2 separate regions of the Hordeum vulgare genome follow, and region 1 is linked to region 2. A link is a contact called in public Hi-C data. All regions are on one chromosome and are shown on one strand. Each heading gives the region's core, a stretch centred on a gene start, on an enhancer-like site or on the middle of the called end of the contact. The rest is flanking DNA. Distances are from core to core; before and after follow the strand shown.

Region 1 (6,810 bases), core at 1,720-4,219, 150 kb after region 2:
GGGGCCACTTGTGAAGACCCGGACATCCGAATTATGCCTGGACATCTCGCATAGTAGTCCATGGGGACAAGCACGGGATTGGCATTATGCAGATCAGAATTCTGGCAGGAGGCTCGGATATCCGGGGGCCCGGACATCTAGCGGGGTGCCGGACATCCGGCCCATATGTGGTTAAAATGGATGCTCTCTGGATAGCAGGGGGGCCAGACATACGAGATACTGCACAGAAATCTGACGACTGTTTGAACGCCCAGACATCTGACACAGGGGCCGGACATTCGGCCATCACAGGCTAACATCACTTTGCAGTGTATATTTGGTGTAATCTAGAAGAAGAAAGGTGTTTGAATTGACTTGAGCACGTATTTTACTGACCCAATCGATCCCCTCTTGGTAGTTTGGGATCCCTATACTCAAGAACAAAATAAAGCGAGATACGCAAACCTCTTTGTTCCTTCCTTCTGAAATCATATTAATTCCACGCGTCCATGATCCATGCCTATTGTCATTTGAGGACTAATACCTGAGATGTACTTGATAAACACCATTAGTCCTCTACATGTACATTGTCATCAACATCAATATATAATATAAGGACATGATTGCACTTTCAGTTCCCACACAATTGTATGCACCAGTGATGTGAATGCATGCGGCCTTACACGTCGGTCCCATGCGTTAGCACCGGTGGTGCGAACGCGTGTGGCCTTACATGTCGGTCCCACGCGTCAGCACCAACGATGCGAACACATGCAGACATGCGGCCTTACATGTCGGTCCCATGCATCAGCACCGACGTAGTGATGGTCAAAGGCTTTGACCTGATGGCAAAGCACCGTTTGTCCTCTCGTGAAGCGCTGACGAGTGGAGGAGGGGAAAAGTGAGCATCGTGAGTTGGGTGGGGCAAAACTGAGCTGAATTAAGAAAGGAAGGGCACGAAAATAGAAATCCCAATACAATATTATTACCTCTAGGGCATATTTCCAACAACATGAACTATGACGGTCTTTTTTGTGTGTTGACAAGTTTGCTTTTCTAGGATGGCTTGTATGCCGACTGTTGTCATGTATGATGAGAAGAACTATGACTGTTGACCCTTAATTTAAATTAAATTTGCTTGCGAAAAATCTTGACATGTTGACCCTAAATTTAAATTAAATTTGCTTACGAAAAACCTTGACATGTGGACGAAATACGTGGGCCGATTGAACGCACTAGTCAAATTTGGACGGACCCGCCGAGTGCGCCTCCAGCCGAATTAAACGAACAAAAATGGATAAAAGCCGTGTTCTCTTACATCAACGCGTTCGGTTGCCCTTAGAGCATCTCTAGCAGATTCCGTAAAAACGATCAAACCTTCCTATTTACGATAAAATCCGAAAAAGCCTCAAATAGATCCTTTAAAATAGCATATCTCGTATTTTTTTCCAGGCTCTCCTATATTCGAGCTCCCATCCATCATATACGGAGGATTTCAACCGTTTTTGGAGGATCTTATCAAGCCGGTCAGCCGGAGAAGGGGCCTTGCGATGCCGTGCACAAGTAGCAAGTAGGCGGAGGAGCTCGCCTTCGACGGAGCGGAGCATCGTCGGATGATGAAGACATGGCTATCTTGGGTATGATCGCAAATATTGTATATGCATATTTATTTGAGTTGATTTCCGATAAAAGTTATGCAATAAATTATTTATGCTATACATAATAAAAGTACCTGATCTCTTTTTATTTCATGCCTAATTGTAGAAGTTCAAGACACTTGTACAATCCACATATGAAGATAAAGAAAAAAGGACATTTAGGTGTTATTCAAGAAGTTCTCTCACGTTATTTTTAGCCCAAGAAAAAATATAGTTCAAGTCTTTCACGTTCTGGACTCAGATTCGAATTACACAGACATACCTGTATCAAAATGATAAGAACTTTTGCATGTGATCTTCAAATTGGGTGATTCTTTTTTTGTTGGAAAGTAGATTTCATGTGATTTCCAACCCAATTGGATTCATCTTCAAAATCGTCAAAAGCGTGTATATATTGACGAAACAATCTGACACTGCAGCAGAATCCAAGTCAAACTATAAGTCTAAACGTGTTGCATCATCTCCGCTTGGGCCCATGAGCCTTGTACGACATAGGCTTAGTTTTAGACTGCCTTAGGACGTCCTCCCACCTCCTTGTCCACCATTACTTGCTTCTATATAAGTAGATCAATCTAGTAGCTTTTTGTTGGATTTGTTTAGTTTAAAGTTAGTCATTGCAACTTTGTGTATTTTGTTTGTGTCCAACGACCACACCAAGACCGCCTTCGGATCCTCACCTTTATCAATACTTCATCCACATTCGCAATATTCATATTGTTTTTATTATATTCCTGTTTGGTCTTTGATTGCTTGTATGAATACATCTTCGTGGTCAGATTGGTCGTGCTCCGCCGTGGTTAATAAACTATTGAAGTTAATTTAGCAATTACTAAGACGCAACATCGTACACGTTTGTTGTCGGATCGTCAAAATCGTGTCCATCAAATCGATAGTTATCATCTCATCGAAAGATCAGACCCTGCCTCTGTCACGACAGCCCTGCACGGCGGGCCGGAACATCGCGAGAGCGTCATCACAGCCTCGCCGGAGCACGCAACGGGCCACATGAGGCGACAGGCTGGAGCGATGCCGTTGTGGCCGACCGGAGTTCGAATTCGTCTCTCCGTGCATCCCAGAGAAAAAGAAACGTGAGAAAAAAAAATAACGATAACAAATTTACGAGATCTATTTCGTTCGATGTTTTGTTTCAGGCCTTTTTTACTGGATCTGAGATGCTCTTAACCAACCAAGGCCGAATCAAACGTGTACTCACTGAGAGTGTGGCCCCAAAAATCCCCGCACCTCCGCGGCCTGGCCTCTTCACTTCACCGCAGGGTGGGCCCATTCAACCCGCGCTCCTAGTCGCTGGCTAGAATTTTTACACGCCACGAGGTCGGGACTCAACCGGCGGCCGCAAAATCAAAAACCTCGTGCGCCCCACGCCCCACCGCACCCGCGACCACCCAGCGAGCGAGCTTGCTTTCAAATCCCCCGCCTCTGCTTCTCAGTCCCTCCCCGTCTCCAAATTTTCGGCGAAATTTTCCATCCCCCCACCCGAGCTTACCTTCCCTTCCCCCGTCGCTCTCAGCCGCGCAGCGCCAGCTAGGGTTGGGATCGATTTGGGGCCTAGGGTTAGGTTAGGTTAGGTTTCCCCATGGCGGCGGCGGCGGAGGGGTCCTCCGGGGCAGAGGGCCGCGGCGGGCGGCGGCAGCAGCAGGGGCTGGCGGAGCGCCGGATGCTCCGCTCCCAGTACCTCGCCATGAAGAGCCTTATCAACGGTACGCCCCTCCTGTTCGGGTTCCTTTTCTGCTGTTCCGTTTCGGGGGTTGGGCGCGGTGCGATTCTGAGTTGTCTTGTGTGTGTGTGGTGCAGAGGAGAAGGATGACATGGCCAAGGAGGACTCCGACAAGTTCGCTTCCATCATCACGCAGGTGGAGAGCTTGCACGAGCAAGGTAAGACCACGAATAATCATACCATCTTGCTCTTGCGACCCGCGATTTCCCCCCCTCTCACAGATGGGTGATTTGGGGACTATAAACTTAAAAAGAGCCCCGGCCCTCTCGACTGTGTCTATCAGTCTGTCAAAGTCACCCACAATGTACAAATAATCTTCAACAAGTGAAACCGTTCTAAATGATGGATTCAGACGGACTTAGAAACTACTGGAAGTAAACTGCTCTAAAAACCAAATATGTCTAGGGGACATCGCTATAAGTGAACCATTGAGCAAATGACATCAACTTATGTTCATGTAGCTTTGGCGCATCTTGTAGAATGTGCATCATGATCATAAGCATGCTTTCAAGCCATGTTCGTAGTTCTACCTTGTTTAATTTTACAATCTTTTTGAAGTATTCTGCATTTCTGAATCATACGGTGGAATGGAGCACTATAGTAGTATGCATCATAAATAGACTGCAGGTCGTTCCTTTTTTTTTTTTTTTGAACCAGCAGGAGCTCTGCCTTTTTCATATAGAAGAAGAATTGGTCAGTTAATAAGGAAAACTGGCCGAAAACCGAACTGCAGGTCGTTCTTGCATGTTCATGTGGAACACGTTTCGATCATGTCACTCAATGCGTGGCTGTTTGTCTGCAAGATTGCATTTTCAGACAAACGTGGGCGAGTATTGCCATGCCTTGAGCTCACGGTGGCATGTCAAAATATTTGCTAAATGGGTGTTGCCGAGGAATTTTGGATTTTTTTTCAAGGTTAGATGGAATCCGAAGGATTTCTATAGCTAAAATCCAAATCTCCTGTTCTACTGGAACAAACCCTTACATAAAATAAGATGTCTATTATTCTCTATATTTCATATTGGTTGGAGCTTTGAAGTATTGATGCTATATAGAAAACACAAAATGAGATGTCCTTCCACACTGCAGTGCAGAGACCCAGGGAGCAAGTAGCGGATGCAGAGGCTCTGCTGGACATTACAACCACGTTTGTAAAATCTGTGAGGTCCCAGTCAAGTGAAGGAATCACACCTTCTGATTTCGTAACAGCATTGCTGAAGAAATTTGGGCAGCAAGCAACCCTTGATTCTGAGCCTGTCTCATTGCGCTGGGTTGATGTTGGGCTTTCTGCTTCACATGTCTTCAGGGCTGCGCCTGGATGCTGCACCATGTAATTAAGCTCCTTATTAGTTCTCAACATTTCTTTGCAGTGCGTACTTGGTATATGAGTTAAACCATGCATGCTCTTAATCCTTGCAGGCTTGGACCCATGGATACAGAAGTAAAGCAGCGTAAGCTTTCAGTTGTTAATAGAAAAAGAAGTGCCAGGCCAACTGAAAATACTTGTCCTGAAGAGGTATTCACATGCTTTTGTCTATCATAATTAATAAAACACTAGAGATTAATTACACCCATCTGTATATTTCTCCCATGATTTGTCTTCCGATCTGTTTGCCTTCTGTTGTTGATAGGTGACATAGTGTGAAAAATCTTTGGTTACTGTTGTGTAAATCTTAGTTAATTCCATGCTTAAAGTTACCAATCACCTTTTGTTTTTTTGAAAGACACATCTTAGGCAGTACCATTCATATGTTTGCTATCTTCTGTAGCCGCTATCGAGTTTCTGGGTTGCTAGCTAGACTTCTTCCCTGCCATAGCATTGTTAAATGTATGATCACTTTCGACAGTGGATTCATATCATCTCCTTAATGTGCAGCTTGCTGATTCTTCAGAGGGATCAAAGACAGACACTGACCGGAATGTGACTGTTGTATTTGATATCCTGAGGAAAAATAAGCGTGCAAGGCTGGAGACCCTTGTTTTGAACAGGCAATCATTTGCCCAAACGGTTGAGAATGTTTTTGCACTGTCTTTCCTAGTTAAAGATGGCAGGGTGGCAATAAACATTGATGATAATGGGCACCATATAGTCTGTAAGGATTTCTCGTACGGTTTCATTTGTTCTTTAATAGTACCACAGAGATGTTTGTGTATCTTATATAATTCTGTTGGCCTTGCGCAGATCCACGAAATGCGCCTGCTGCTAGTGCCATAGCGTCAGGAGAAGTGTCCTATAGCCATTTTGTTTTCAGATATGATTACAGAGATTGGAAGGTACAGTTTCTGATCATAGAACTATCCTACGGCCTTTCAATATTTGACCTGGATAATCGACCTCATTATTCATAGTGCATTCATGCAAGAGCAGTAAAAAGGTGCATTAACTTCTGTGAATAGTTTGGTGCTGCTGCTTTTGTAATGATCCCTAGATTAAATCATAGGGTAGATCAGAGTAGGCTTGGGAAGGAAGAGCAAATCGTAACGGCAGTGGAGGCAGCAGGAGATAAGAACTAGCACATGGTTGGTTTATCATAGATGAGTGCGCATCCTCTCTTATAGAAGGATGTATAACATGGTCCGTAAGGATCTAAATCCTAACTTCCCCGTAAAAAAGAAAGGATCTAATCCTAACTTTCCAATCTAATCAGATTGTATCCCTTGCTTGAATGACTAGGGCTGGCTGCCCCCTTACTAGATGGTCCATTTATGCAGTTTATTGTCTTTGATCCATCAGCCTTACTAGATGGTCCATTTATGCAGTTTATTGTCTTTGATCCATCAGCCTTACTAGATGGTCCATTTATGCAGTTTATTGTCTTTGATCCATCAGCTTAGCATCCTTTATTTAGTTGGCAACAGAAATCATCTTGACCCCAACTTAGGAAGAAATGACTCTGTTTGCATCTTCCTCTGAATTGGCTCCTATACTTGTTTAACCAGTTACTCATTTTACTCATTTTTTCTTTCCACTCCCCCTTTGCGGGCAAGATAAAAACATACAATATGAGAATTCATCAGATGCCGTAGGAGATTTTAATCTCTCAAATAATCTGACCTTTCCTGTGTGTTTTACCTGTTGTTAGCTCATGAAAGAAGTCGTTGCTGAAGGGGAAGAACTGATGCCGCACAGGACCGCGCACAGCCTCTCTGCTGAAGAGCGAGAACAGCTGGAGCCATGTGCGCAACGAACACCGATAAGGAAACTTTGCCGGAACCGAGGTTTGGTTCTTCAGGAGCAGATGGTTGTTGCTGAGACACCCGAGGAGGACAGAAGCTCCAAACGCAAGCGTCTATTCATAGATCAGGAGTGATCAGGCCTGCTTAAATGCCTTGCGCCGCGGTCTACCCTGTGTTTGTATGTGTAGAGGTATCACCTGACTAACGTATCCATTGTAGAACAAGGTGTGCCGTAGGCCCGTAGCACCGCTTGTGCTAGTT
Region 2 (6,525 bases), core at 1,840-4,339:
AGACCCAGTCATCAACTTGAATCCGATACTCGCCAACACTGCTTCAGCACCCTTTGCACAATTTTGTCTGACCACATGTCTGACCACCAGTGCCTTGGTCTGTCGCTGTGTCCCGTGCTTATCGCACGCCTCGCCGCTATCACCGCGTCGAGCCTCTGCTGTCCTGGTCGAGTCTCCAAGGCCGCGAACCCACACCACTCAACCCCCACTGCAGAGAACCACCGGTCATCACCGACCGATGCCGAGTATCACGTCTCCATCAGACCACTGGTACCTAGTCCGATCCACGTGTCTCTCGCTACCCGCTGAAATAGGCTTCGACTCTCCATGCATTTACGCCGTAGCCCCTCCATCAGCACAGAGTGAAATCTTCCACTAGACTCCAGCTCCACCTTCAACATGACTCCATGTAGCTGGCCCTGCTACCCCGCGCCCTGTCGACTTCAAGCTCTCATGTGTGCACTGCCTTGAATCAACCCTGTGTCATAGTCTGTTGAAGCTGCACAAGCCCTCAGACCTGCACCACGTGTTTCCACGTCCCAGAAGTTGGCCACCATCAGCATCACTCTCCTATGTTGTCGTCGCTGAAATCACCGCCGTCTTCTGCTTTGACCGACATCCCCGTCGATCCGTCAGACTGTCCAGTCCGACCCAACCAAAAATATTCGACTGCAACCATGCTCCACCCTGCGTCGTGCCCACCGCACATCTCCATGCATTGCTTGACGCCCTGTGTTTACATGATCTGTGTTTACATGATCCTTGCACATGCACTCCAGGCTCCTCCAAGCCTTATGCGCACATCACAAACCTGCCAACCTTCTAGTAGAACCATACTTGTAATTAGCAACACCTTTGAAAAACAATGTTCCCGATAGCTTTCATGCGTGCACTATGTGCCACACAACTCCCAAGGCTCTTTTTCTCCAACCATGGTGCTGTCCCATGCCACTTAAATACCAGATGCTGCAGGCTGTCTTTTCTTCACAAACAAATCTCCAGTACATGCACGTCCAGCTCGCAACTCCCCGGCAAGTAGCCGTGCGCTGAGCACCAGGCGTGACTTCACCTCGGCCCCCTGTTGCCCTTGGCCATGTAGCCGGCCTTCCAACCAGCTGGCCATGCTGCCTCGCGATCGATCCGACTGCTACAAGAAACCACGTGCGCATCGCTAGGCCTCACGATTGTTATGCCAACACGCACTGAACCTGGCCGGTTCCAGGCGCCGCACCCATCGATCTGCCTTCTGCTTGCACGATATGCGGCTGCCGCTTCTATCGATCTCGTCGAGACTTCCGGTGCACGCCGAGGTCTTCCGTTGTACACTGTACGCTGCTTCCCTCGCACAGGGCTGCACGCTGCCATGCCTTCGGATTGCTTCTTGAGTTTAGATGTATCCCGATCGCCTTGCGTCTGCATATGCCGCGTCGGCGACTTCTCATGCACACACCATCGATCACAACATCAATTCTTCCTCTAGATCAATTCCCTCGTCTCGCGGATATTGCAACCTTGCTCATGATACCACTTGTTAGAATAATCCGAGGCAATTCGTTGATCTACCGAGGACCAAGCAATCACACGAGCACGACACCGAGATTTGTTAACGAGGTTCACCGATATGGCTACATCCCCGGGGCCTGACTACGGGCGCTCCTCCCCGTGACACCGTCACAATACCGCACGCTGGCCACCCGGGCGCCGGCACACACCGCCGGCTCCCCCTGCACGCTTGTGCTATTATGTTGGCATAGGTTACATCGTGTGTCTACCCCCGTTATATATGAGAGGCCTAGGATACAAGTGTCCTATCAGGACACGACTCCATATCCTGTCTAAACACAATACTACTCAGAGTCCAACTGTAACCTATCTTGTACAAGAATATTCGACACAACTCTAACAATGACTCCAAAAGGAGCAAACCTTAACACCACCACATAACTAACCATGTTACATTCGCTGGGCCTGGGAGGGGTATCCTTAATATCACAGAATCACATAAAAAAGCACAACAGGCAGCTGCAAGTTACTACAACATGCCACCCACAAGTGCTTACCATAACTCTGCTACTCCTGGTTGCCAATTTTTTTCTAAAAGGATATTAAACCCCCGGCTCTGCATCAATCGATGCATGCAACCATCTTTATTAATTATTCACAAAGGTCTGACAAGAACGTACATCAACTCACTCGAAGCCACCACTCACACCTACAAACTCGATAACGTTGAGTGCTCTCACTCTTCATATCTAAAATTGGTGTCGTTGTTAATCCATCCACATAACGTATCGGGACCTACAATACAAGCTAGCAGTACTCAGTAGCCATTTGCTCGAGATAGACAAGCATAACCGGGAGCAATTTTAACCAGGGCAATGCTAATCAACAGATTCAAATTCTTACCTAAAAAACAGATACAAATTCTACGCACGCCTCAATAGCTAACAAATGCTTTTTCAGCAAATGACATTCTTCTCAAGCATATTCAGAACAACAAAGGATCAAATCAAAAGTAAGCGGTACTTCAGAGATAATTACCTCGAGAAAATTGTGGTGTGAACGGGGATTTGACGATGACGTAGCATAGCATCAACAACCCCGCGGAAGGCCGGCGAGGACGCAGCTTGGCGTCGACGGCTGGGAGCTCGGACAGGGCTGCTTAGGGATGGCAGTCCAGCGCTTCCGGAAGGGGAAGCGGAGCGTCGAGCTTCCGGCGCTGCTGGCTGCCGAGCGAACCACGCCGACGGAGCTACGGGCGCTGGGCACCACGAAGGAAGGCACGGCATGGAGCGGCGGGCGTGCTCAGCCCGACCACGACTCGAGGGTGCATGCGGCCTGCCGTAGTAGGCCCTCGGGTAGCCTGTCCGGGGCGGTGGCGCAAGGGCGGCAGCGCCTTCTTCGGCCCGAATGCACCATGGACGGGGCGGAGGCGCAATGGCGCCGGCGCCGACGCCATCTTCGGCTCGAGTGCGGCCTAACCCTCCGGTGGGGCTCTGGGATACGTCGGCCGGCACGGAGCGGTGCCCGGCGATGGGGAGGCGCGTCGGAGGTTGAGAGCTAGGGATCAATGACATCTTTGGATGAAATAGCTTAGTGGGACGGTTTGAAGGGACAAAATAGGTCACGGCCAACATGGCGCATCTCCAACAGACGCCCAATATTAACGTCGTGCTCAAAAAATCACAAGTTTAGCGCGCGCGGAGTTAAAAATTGCACTCCAACAAACGCTGTATAATAAAGCACGCTGTAAAAAATGTTCAGCGCGCTCGGGAAAACTGAACCGGACGTAGTATATTTCATGCGCGAGCTCGTGGGCGCTGAAACTCCTTTCCGTGCATGCGCCCGCTGCCGGCCACCTCGCGTGCGCGCGCCAGCCTGCCAGCCGGCCACGGCGAGGCGGAGTAGGCCATGGCCGCGGCGGGGCGGAGCAGGTCGCGGCGAGGCGGAGCAGGCCGCGGCCATGGCGGGGCGGAGCAGGTCGCGGCGGGGCGGAGCATGCCGCGGCCATGGCGGGGCGGGGCGGAGCAGGCCGCGGCCATGGCGGGGCGGGGCGAAGCAGGCCGCGGCCATGGCGGGGCGGGGCGGAGCAGGCCGCGGCCATGGCGGGGCGGGGCAGGGCGCGGCCATGGCGGGGCGGGGCAGGCCGCGGCCATGGCGGGGCGGGGCGGAGCATGTCGCGGCGGCGCGGCGGGGCAGGGTGTGGCCATGGCGGGGCGGGGCGGAGCATGTCGCAGCGGCGCGGCGGGGCAGGGCGTGGCCATGGCGGGGCAGGGATGATTTTGGGCGTCCGCTGGAGATGGCGGGGCAGGGATGATTTCGGGATATTTTTGAGCGTCTATTGGAGATGTTCGGTCATCCGGCGCTGTAAAATGCTATTTTGACGCGGTAAAAAAAATTTAGCACGCGGCATCGTAGCGCGTCTGTTGGAGATGCTCTTAAACAGAATTAATCGTTAGCTATTAAGGTTATGTGATGCTTGGACCCACAACTTATCCACCTCAGCAGCGTGAGACCCACCTGACGAAATCTAAAACACAGTTGTGCCCGTGCCCGAGCTGGTGGCCGTGCCATTTATTCCCATTTCCCCAATCTTCCTCTTCTCCGCCCCTTCTCCGACGACGGCGCACGGGATGTCCAGCTCCTCCGCCATGCAGTCAAGATGACCAGAGTATGGTGCAGTTCCGATGAGAAGGTGCCTGGACTGCCCACGGCCAGAGGCTCTTAAGCGGATGGTCAGTAAAACTGACAAGAATGGCAACCTGGGGTGACATTTTGTGTCATGCTTGAGCATTTTCATGATGGGACGGGATGGCGAGGTAAGATCTCAGTTCCTTCCCCGCAATGTCATAATCTTTTTGTTCAAATTTATCCAAATTGCCTTTTTTCTCTTCGAATTTGAGATCTAGGGTCATGTTACTTTTTTCAGATGCTGAAGAAATGTTCCCATTTTGAGTGGATCGATCAGTACGTTGATAGGCTTGAATCTGAGGGCCAGATTGATATGAGTGATGCCGCAACCCGGGATCTAATTTTGGGGACGTTTGCTGTGGAGAGACCCACTTTCAACTCGGGCCGAGGAGCGCGGCCGAAAAAACCCATGCCGACGGCGAGGATTACACGGATTGCTGAACGGGCTGCCCTTGCTGAACTTTCGTGGAGGCCGAAGTAAACGAGGAATTGAAGAAGGTAAAGAAGCTTCTAAGGCAGATGGTGGATTTGCAGAAGCAAGCAAATCTCATTTTATGTATCATTGTTCTGTTATTTTTTTCCTCTTGTTCATCCGTTGTTAGAATGGACAAAAGTGTAAGCAAGCTAGTTTCATGTACTGAGTGTAAGCAGAAATTTCTTAAGTTCTTCAGTGAAGTGGATAACTTGAAATTTGAATATGCATTTCGAGTTCTTCAGTTAGCAAGTGCGAGACCAAATTCAGTTTCAACAACAACAACAACAACAACCAAGCCTTTCAGTCCCAAACAAGTTGGGGTAGGCTAGAGTTGAAACCCATAAGATCTCGAAACCAAGTCATGGCTCTGGAACGTGGATAGCTAACTTCCACGCACCCCTGTCCATGGCTAAGTCTTTGTCGATATTCCAAACCTTCAGGTCTCTCTTAACGGACTCCTCCCATGTCAAGTTTGGTCTACCACGACCCCTCTTAACATTCTCAGCACGCTTTATCCGTCCGCTATGCACCGGCGCTTCCGATGGCCTCCGTTGAATATGTCCAAACCATGTGAGACGATGCTGGACCAGCTTCTCTTCAATCGGTGCTACCCCAAGTCTCTCTCGTATATCGTCATTCCGTACCCGATCCTTCCTTGTGTGGCCACATATCCATCTCAACATGCGCATCTCTGCTACACCTAACTGTTGGATATGTCGTCTCTTGGTTGGCCAACACTCCGCGCCATACAACATCGCAGGTCGAATAGCTGTCCTATAAAACCTGCCTTTTAGCTTTTGTGGCACTCTCTTGTCACAGAGTACGCCAGAAGCTTGACGCCACTTCATCCATCCAGCCTTGATTCAATGGCCCACGTCTTCATCGATATCGCCATCCTTCTGCAACATGGACCCCAAATATCGAAACGTGTCTCTCTCCGGTACCACCTGTCCACCAAGGCTAACCTCTCCATCCTCGTGCCTAGTAGCACTAAAACTGCACCTCATGTATTCAGTTTTAGTTCTACTAAGCATAAAACCTTTCGATTCTAGAGTCCGCCTCCATAACTCTAACTTTCTCTTAATCCCCGTTCCTCTATCATCGACTAGCACCACATCATCCGCAAAGAGCATACACCATGGGATATCTCCTTGTATATCCCTTGTGACCTCATCCATCACCAAATCAAAAAGGTAAGGGCTCAAAGCTGACCCTTGGTGTAGCCCTATTCTAATCGGAAAGTCATCGGTGTTGCCATCACTTGTTCGAACACTTGTCACAACATTATCATACATATCCTTGATGAGGGTAATGTACTTTATTGGGACTTTGTTTTTCTCCAAGGCCCACCACATGACATTCCGAGATATCTTATCATAGGCCTTCTCCAAATCAATGAACACCATATGAAGGTCCTTCTTTTGCTCCCTGTATCTCTCCATCTGCTGTCGTACCAAGAAGATGGCTTCCATGGTAGACCTCCCAGGCATGAAACCAAATTGGTTTTTGGTCACGCTTGTTAACCTTCTTAAACGATGTTCAATGACTCTCTCCCATAGCTTCATAGTATGGCTCATCAGCTTGATTCCGCGGTAATTAGTACAACTTTGAACATCCCCCTTGTTCTTAAAGATCGGTACCAAAGTTCAGTTTCAGTAGAAAAAAAAATATTCGTGGGCTGGCGAATAGATGTTGGGCCATGACGCTGAAGTTGAGGAATAACCAGGCCCAAAGAGTGCAGTTACACGAAAAAAATAAATCTGAACTGCCTAACGGATGTTGGGCCGACAAATCAGGCCCACAGAGAAAACAAACCCACCTGCCTAGATTTGACTTGTTTTTATTTCAACAAATATGGT

Evidence for each region. A called contact is a pair of places that touch in the nucleus more often than the background predicts.
Region 1: a Hi-C map of leaf shows a contact between it and region 2, with 3 times the contacts expected there. The contact joins the promoter of LOC123403142 here to the promoter of LOC123404446 in region 2. A contact is called at or near these places in 2 of 6 Hi-C or Micro-C datasets (leaf and seedling) and 1 of 1 datasets of contacts at active chromatin or transcription factors (embryo).

What each region holds. Positions count from the first base shown.
Region 1 is chr6H:151,782,951-151,789,760 of MorexV3_pseudomolecules_assembly, forward strand. It overlaps LOC123403142 (non-structural maintenance of chromosomes element 4 homolog A-like), which reads left to right and starts at 2,970. Exons shown (of 7, transcript XM_045097104.1): 1 at 2,970-3,355; 2 at 3,450-3,530; 3 at 4,462-4,702; 4 at 4,792-4,888; 5 at 5,249-5,465; 6 at 5,555-5,646; 7 at 6,456-6,810. The coding sequence starts at 3,232. The coding sequence ends at 6,683.
Region 2 is chr6H:151,635,752-151,642,276 of MorexV3_pseudomolecules_assembly, forward strand. It overlaps LOC123404446, which reads right to left and starts at 3,090. Exons shown (of 3, transcript XM_045098381.1): 1 at 2,542-3,090. The coding sequence starts at 3,077.